Regions from separate parts of the Hordeum vulgare genome. Here region 2 is linked to region 1. The links are chromatin contacts, called in public Hi-C maps. All regions are on one chromosome and are shown on one strand. Each heading gives the region's core, a stretch centred on a gene start, on an enhancer-like site or on the middle of the called end of the contact. The rest is flanking DNA. Distances are from core to core; before and after follow the strand shown. Region 1 holds the start of LOC123395562 (nucleobase-ascorbate transporter 2-like). Region 2 holds the start of LOC123397895 (iron-sulfur assembly protein IscA-like 2, mitochondrial).

What was found. Hi-C and Micro-C count contacts between places; a contact is called where the count stands out from the background.
Region 2: a Hi-C map of leaf shows a contact between it and region 1, with 3 times the contacts expected there. The contact joins the promoter of LOC123397895 here to the promoter of LOC123395562 in region 1. A contact is called at or near these places in 3 of 6 Hi-C or Micro-C datasets (leaf and seedling) and 1 of 1 datasets of contacts at active chromatin or transcription factors (embryo).

Annotation. Positions count from the first base shown.
Region 1 is chr5H:388,927,185-388,930,921 of MorexV3_pseudomolecules_assembly, reverse strand. It overlaps LOC123395562 (nucleobase-ascorbate transporter 2-like), which reads right to left and starts at 1,644. Exons shown (of 14, transcript XM_045090576.1): 1 at 1,318-1,644; 2 at 899-1,183; 3 at 716-813; 4 at 429-605; 5 at 201-301. The coding sequence starts at 992.
Region 2 is chr5H:389,116,202-389,119,938 of MorexV3_pseudomolecules_assembly, reverse strand. It overlaps LOC123397895 (iron-sulfur assembly protein IscA-like 2, mitochondrial), which reads right to left and starts at 2,044. Exons shown (of 4, transcript XM_045092415.1): 1 at 1,725-2,044; 2 at 1,155-1,285; 3 at 882-990; 4 at 384-743. The coding sequence starts at 1,907. The coding sequence ends at 681.

The DNA.
Region 1 (3,737 bases), core at 395-2,894:
AATTGCATATTTGGTCCAGTATATGAACACATGTTAACATGGCATGCTAATTGCTAAAGTTCAAGCAAATAATCTGTCAGCTTGAGTATAAGATTTTTAACACACTAAGATTCTGACATAAGCCAAGAAATAAATGTTTGAACTTTTGGACCGAAACACCTATCATCGTCAGTTAAGGGAGAAGTGGGAGTTTCTTGTACCTCGAACATATTGCCCACAACTGGCTATAGCCAAGAATTATCTGAATGCTTGACGACACTATCAACGCACCCTGTGTCGCTCTCATTGTCTGTAGGAACCTCTGCAGATAGAACAAAAGATAAACTGAAATGCATACCATGAATATTTGCATCAGTGAGATGGCGTATTCGAGTTGCCATGGTTCTTGTTATAAGACAGAAAATGTAAAAAAATCATTTCATACTTACAGTGTGGCCATCGGCTATTTGTGCGAGCGACCGGTCATGGATAATGGAGAGGACTGGAACAACATATGCATATGAGCCGCCAATGACAGTGGGAAGACGAGTGCCAAATAGTGTCTGGAGCAGAGTCTTTATCCCAGTCACAAATAGCAGTGTCTGAACCACTTTTGCCTTGTCATGCTTTGGTAACACACAAACAAACAACATTTCAGTAAAAAATATATGTTGCAGTACCAAATTAACCAAGGAGTCTAGCAAACATAAAAAAGGGGAGAAGAGAAAGTTCTCACATCATTTCCACCCATAAGAGGAACCAACATTGTGGGGATCATCACAGCAGTTCCTAGGGACAGTATGTAATGCTGAAAGCCCAAACCAATTGCCTCTCCTGCGAGACCCACAAATATTCAGGGTAAGAAACACAGACCGATTGATCCAACATGCCAACACTTGAGGGATGCGATTACACAGACCCCAGGAAGGATTTGAGTCTATGCAGTATTCGAACCCCTGCAGCTGATCCATGGGCGGATGGTGGACCATCTCTTCCGGTTTCACTTCAGCCATTTCCCAATCGAACTGTTCCTCTGCTCAGGATGAAGATTCTTTCCGCTTGGTTGATTGAAAGGGGTAGGGGAAAGGCAGCAAAGATGCTCCTCAGAAAAAAAAATGTTAAGCTGGAAATCAAGAGCAAGAAGAAGAGTAGAGAGCAGAGAGATCAAGAAAATCAAGGAATCCTCCCAAGCTCCCAGACCAACCTGCAAAATGGACATCAACGATTTTGGGCTATCAGTTGCTGGATCAGTTCCACAACAACAAAACTGAAGAAATAGTCTGTCACTCAAGATGCTGCTAAAGCAAGCTTTGAGTGACAGACCAAGCAATTGCATACCAGGAGCCCAAGGCGGAACAGATTGCTGGCCAACGGAAGCACGGAGAAATGCCGAGAGGGGTGGATGGATGCAAGAGAGGAGAGGTCGCTCGGATGGGGGGACAAATGTCAGTAGCCGCAATGGGAATTTCGGCGAGGACGACGAAAGCGAACAAAGGCGGTTCTGCTGCCTGTTGCGTGCTTTAGTGATGTGGGATATATCAAAGGGGAAAAGATGGGAAAGGTCAAAAGAGGCAGCCATGAAAAGGCGCAGAGCGAGTGCGAGGGATGAGTGGGCAAACTGCACTCCCTCGCTACGGTACCAGGCATCGGTTTCTTTCGGGTTATTCCTCCCTAGGGTTAATGGCGGATTGGCCCGTTATAACTTCTGGGACGAAAATGGCCTCGGATCAGAGGTTTTAAGGAGGAGGGGCGCGTTGGGGCGCGTGCGCAGTAAATTGTGGTGGGTGAAAGGCTGCCCAGAATGTCGGATTTGTCGCGCGTTTATATTTTCCGTTCCGGTGTGGCGTTATCTTCAGAGAACACGTGCAATCTGATTCCCATTTGTGCAATCCGATTTTCATTTTGCTGTAGAGGATGCTATTTTATATTGTACACTTCCTTTTTTTTTAGGGGATTATATTGTACTCTTCCAATTCATATTAATTGTGTTGTTCTAGTATAACTTTACATTGTACTCTTTGTATTTAAATAATTATAATTGAAAAAAATTAGACTAGTTCTCATAAACTATAATTATTTAGATAATACTGTATATAATTAGCAAAAGGTCATGCGTTGCAGCAAAAAAAATCTTCAATGATCATGAACTTATTTTGCTGCATCATTGAAATATACTATCTTTTTAATTTCACGTAATCAAGAATATTTTCTTAACCTCGTGCACATATTTAAAAGGGGCCTGCTACGCATCCACCGGTGGATGTTTACTAAACATCCACCACTTGGAGGGCCGTCCGATCTACACGTAGCCGTCGGATCTGCTCCGGTCAGGCACCCCATAATTTCTGAAACGATGGCTGAGTTGCAGAAACTTTCGCTTTGTTGCAAGAAATAAACTTTGGACACGTTAATTCCTGAAACAACGGTCGAGTTTCAGAAACAATTTGCTTGTTGCAGGATTTTTTTTCTTCGTTTTTGCGGAAGAATTTTTTGCAACAAGGGTCATGTTTCAGAAAATTTTGCAACAAAGCTCAAGTTGCAGAACCACTACCTAGGCGGCGGGGCGGCCGGCGGGGCGGCCGGCGAGCGGCGAGCTCTAGGCGGCGGGGCGGCCGGCGAGCTCTTGGCGGCGGGGCGGGGCGGCCGGCGAGCTCTTGGCGGCGGGGCGGGGCGGCCGGCGAGCTCTAGGCGGCGAGGTGGCCGGCGGCGGGGCGGCCGGCGAGCTCTTTCCGTGGAAGCCGTCGTCGCCATGCCTGGGTTCCTCGTTCTGCAACTACTTCCAAGTTGCAGAAACAATGAAGTTGTTTCAGGAAACGGGTCACGGCTCGTCCGTCCGGCCACGTGGCGAACAAAGGAGACGGTGGACGCGAAATCAGGATCCGCCGGTGGGACGACAGCGTTTCCCTATTTTAAATCTTGAACATTTTTTAAATCCATGAATACTTACATTTTTTTCAAAAAATTATTTTATTTGCAAACTTTTTTAAAATTGTTAATACTTTTTTAACAATTTTCCTGAATGGCGGACATTTGTAGAATCGACGGTCATTTTTTTTAAAAATTGGTGGAACATATTTTAGAAATTCACAAATATTTTCTGATTTGACGAATTTATTTTTGATTTCAACAACATTTTTGAAGTTCATGATATTTTTTGAATTATCTAACATTTTATGAATTAGTAAACTATTTTATAAGTCAGGAACAGTTTTCAAATTTTCAGGATATTTTTCCTTACATGAACATATTTGAATTGGCAAAATTTTATTAACATTTTTTCATACATGAATTTTTTTAAAACTAATGAAAACTTTTGTCTTTCCCGAAAATTTGTTTTCAAAATTTTGAACATTTTTGAGTAATCGAACATTTTTATTACATAATTATGATTGTTTTATAAATCCACAAATATTTATGAATTATTAATTTTTTATTTCAAAATGCATTTAAGAAATGATCTTTTCGAAGTTCCAAATTAATTAAAGCAGAAAAAAAGAAAATGTAATAGAAATAGATAAAATTTAAAAATAAATTTATAAAATATGCCGCCGGACATGGGCCAACCCAAATAGTGTGCTAAATATTATCTCAGTGCCCGGAGCACAGTATAGGAGGTCCCTACATGGGCCGATCTAGTCAGGAGATTTTTCTATGTAAAACGTTTTTTATATGATTGGTGGCATTGGTGGATAAGATTTTACAACTTTGAAGGTAATTTATTTGATGTACCGCCACAAGTAATCCGTGTTTTATTATTA
Region 2 (3,737 bases), core at 795-3,294, 190 kb before region 1:
AAGTGTTGTCCAACAGGCAACAATGCCACTAGGGTTGGCTAACGGTAACAGGAGTAGGAGAGGGGAGGGGATTCTTCTTTATCAATTTCTCCTCCCACCATAAGAGCATGGTTAATAGTATAACCAACTGCTGGCTATAAGCAGTCTTATAGCCCATCTTATAGCTAGCTTGTACAATAGTTAGTTATAAAAGAGTACTACTTTTATCATATATGGCTCACCTTTCAATCTTACAAAGCACCTAGGAGCACGTGCTCCCTTCTCTCTCCTCTTCTCTCGCATCCAACTCAGCACAAATATAGTATTTTAATCCTTACAGCTTGCTGACTATACCTTATTGTACTTGCTCTAATAACTCTCTGGCATTCTATAGCCAGCTCACATAACAAAGATGGAAGAACCATAATTTATGTCCAAGATATCTATGCAAGTCCCAGACTTGGGCACCAAGCATTAATGAGGCTGTCCAGAACCCGGCGGGCCAGGTCCAGGCCACCAATGAGTATGTACCCACATAACAAAAATATTCTAGTAAAGCAGTAGGTTACATAAGATTCCTAAGGTACTAGCAATAACGAGGACTTATTTAAAAGTATCAAAGTATTGTAGTAATTCAAAAAAAAAATACTGCAACAGAAAGTTCGGTCAAGCTACCTCTCTCAAAGTTACTAATGATCGAATTATTTAACCATGAAGGAACTCTTGCAGCTGCAGCCTCCAACAGCACTTGGATTGGTTGAAACCTGCACATCGTACAAACACAAATAAGAGAAAATCCCTAAGCATAAAACAGTAGGGTCGCAATTGGGTAATCTAAAAGGGTAATCTAAAATAGTGCCAGGTATTGAGCGATAGAGCCATGAATGGAATTCAAAACTAACCACGAATGCCGAGCTTATCAATTCTTCTACATAATCGACTGTTGAACCTTTCACAAAGTCATATGAGACATTGTCGACAACCAACTTAACACCATTCTTCTCGAACACCCTACAGTTAAATCGAGAACATTTGAGACATGCAATTGTACCCTGATCAGACTGTTGATAAACGTTGATGCTCCATTGCTTAACATTTCAGAGATTCCATGTCCCACTAAAAATGGCGTTGCAAACAAAGATCGTGAAACCTCAATCTGAAGCATGGCCACCAACCTATCATCAGCATTTTCCTTGTTATCCAGTGAGAAAGTGTACTGAAATCCAGAACAACCACCAGCTTCAACGCTCAAGCGTAACATGTTGCCCTTAGCAGATGGTTCTTTCGTGTGTAACTCTTTGAGTCTCTGCAGCAAGGAAATTACATGATCAGACACTGTAGGTGCTAAACTAACTGAAGAAGCAAAATACAGAACATAGAAGTATCGGAAGTGAGTAAGTGACCCATTTTCCTTACAATAACACAACAATTTTGTATACAACAGTATATGATCTGTATTACGAAACATACATAGAACTCTGCAGTCTTCATACCAAATAAGAAATTAAGAAAACTCAGAGATCCTCCCAGAATGATAACCTCGGATTTTAAACCCCTAAATTTCTACAGAGTCGTTACACAACTGAAGGAAAATATAGACAAACTCCACAGTTAAATCTTATAAAATGATGAATATCGATCCGTACAAGATCCTAAATTATATCCCCGAATTTATGGAACAATTGTCCATCGAAGCAGCAAAGCAGAGAGTAGTTACTGAAATAAAGATACCGCGAGACACCTACACGGACGCAGTTATCCGTCATGCTGACGACCTCCGGCTCCGCCGGCGCCGGCGTCTCGGTGGCGGCGGCGGTGGGGTAGGACGAGGAGGAGGTGGAGGCGGAGGCGAGGAAGCGGTTGTTGGCGCGGATGCGGCTGTTCAGCAATAGCGCGAGGCGGCGGAGTGGGGGCCTAACCGAGGCCATCGCCGCCCAATGTCGCCGCTGCTATGCGGCGCGCCTCCACGGAAATTGGGGGAACGGGAGAAGGAGCGCTGGCGGTGACGTTTTGGTGCGTGGGCTCCACGCCTCCACGCGTAGCTCTTCGTGCTTTTGCTCTGAGTTTTCTTGGAAAGATTCTTGCTCCGTGTTTCGCTTCTCTTGTGCTCCGTTTTCTTTTTTGTTCTTTTTTTGAGCTGTGCTCCTTTTCCTTGATGACCTGTTTAGTTGCAAGATTAAAAAACAAATACATGCTCCTTACAGGTTTATTTTTTTAAGGTCAAAGGCTATAGTTTTAGAAAAATGATAACGTTCACACATGTGACAGGTTTACACTTTGCCTGCACGCGTCTATTCACGTTGATTTTGTTTTGCACGAATCTTAAAAGAATATGTTGGAATTTCAGTGTCACGTAGGCATCATCGTGTGTGCGGGCGTTGCAGAGTTCGCCAACACGGCATATAACATGTGGTTGTCAGCTGTGCTATGTGGGCGAACCAATTTTTGTCCATACAGTCACCACCTATTCCACGCGCATGTGGGCGAACTACTCTTCGCTCACACGGCGCGCGCGTACGTTGCTAGATGGCAACTAGGGTTGCGCGTACGTGGCAACTACGTGAACACACATGGCAACATGATTCATTCCTAGATGGCAACTGCAACTGCGCGTACATGGCAATCAGGTAAACACACACGGCAACTATGATTAACCATACATGACAACTATGGTTGGTCCACACATGACAACTAGGTAAATACACATGACAACTATCTCCGGGTAACTATAGTTAACCAAAACAGAGAGAGTTGTCATGCTTTTACAACTTCAGTTGCCATCCCGAATAACTAAAGTTGTCACCCATGGTTACTAAAGTGTCGTATCGCGGGTAACTAAGGTAGTTGTGCCATGACGTGTGCACAGATTTGCTTCGTGCCACACACACAGATGGAGATGAGTAGTACTTGTTGGGTGTGTGGTACGAAGTAGCTAAGCTCACACGTGTGGGCAGTTCTATTGTTCGCCACACACGATTATGTGGATTGTCTTCTGTGTACGTCACACATCGTGTATGAATGGATGTCTAATATACCACATGTGTGATGAATATCAGGATTGCGCCGCCTGGAAGTGACAACATTGTCCTCTTGTCCCCCCCCCCCCCCCCGCATCGCCCTCCCCGAGCAAGGCGACCGGGGCGGTTCCCCCCTCCCCCCCTTCCCGCGAGTCGCCGCCCCCTTCCCCTCGGCACCCCGCGCAGCACCCCGCAGTCAGGCGGTGGCGGCTCCCCCTTCTTCCCCCGTCGTTGGACCCCGGCTCGGGCGAGCGGTCCTGGCGGCGGAGCCCTTCGGCCGGCGGCGTTCCGTCGCGGATCTGGACGGCGACGGTGCGGAGGCGTTGCCCCTTGGCGGCGGTGCGCAGGCGTTGCCCGTATGGGCCCGATCTGGGTCGGGGGCGGGCCTGCTGGGGGGCTGGGGTGGGTTGTTCTCCGGTGGTTCTAGCGAGCTCCTCGCGACAGGGACGGCGGCTGTTGTGCCGCAACTGGTGTAGCTTGGCGGCGGAGCTTCATGGGCCCGTTATGGGCTCGGCCGAACATTTGGTTTGGTGTGCCTCTGCTGCTATGCCCGGTCTGCTACCGCCTAAGCCGGTGGAGGTTGTTCCCTCCCTCGTGGCTGCGGTGTTGTCGATCCTTGCCTACGGATGTCTCATTTGGATCCGGCTGGCCTCGCTTCGTTGGCCGTGGTGAGACGATGGCGGTGTCCTCGTGACTGTGTTGACGCATGTTGGTGGGCGGCGGGTGTGGTGGAGCTGAAGG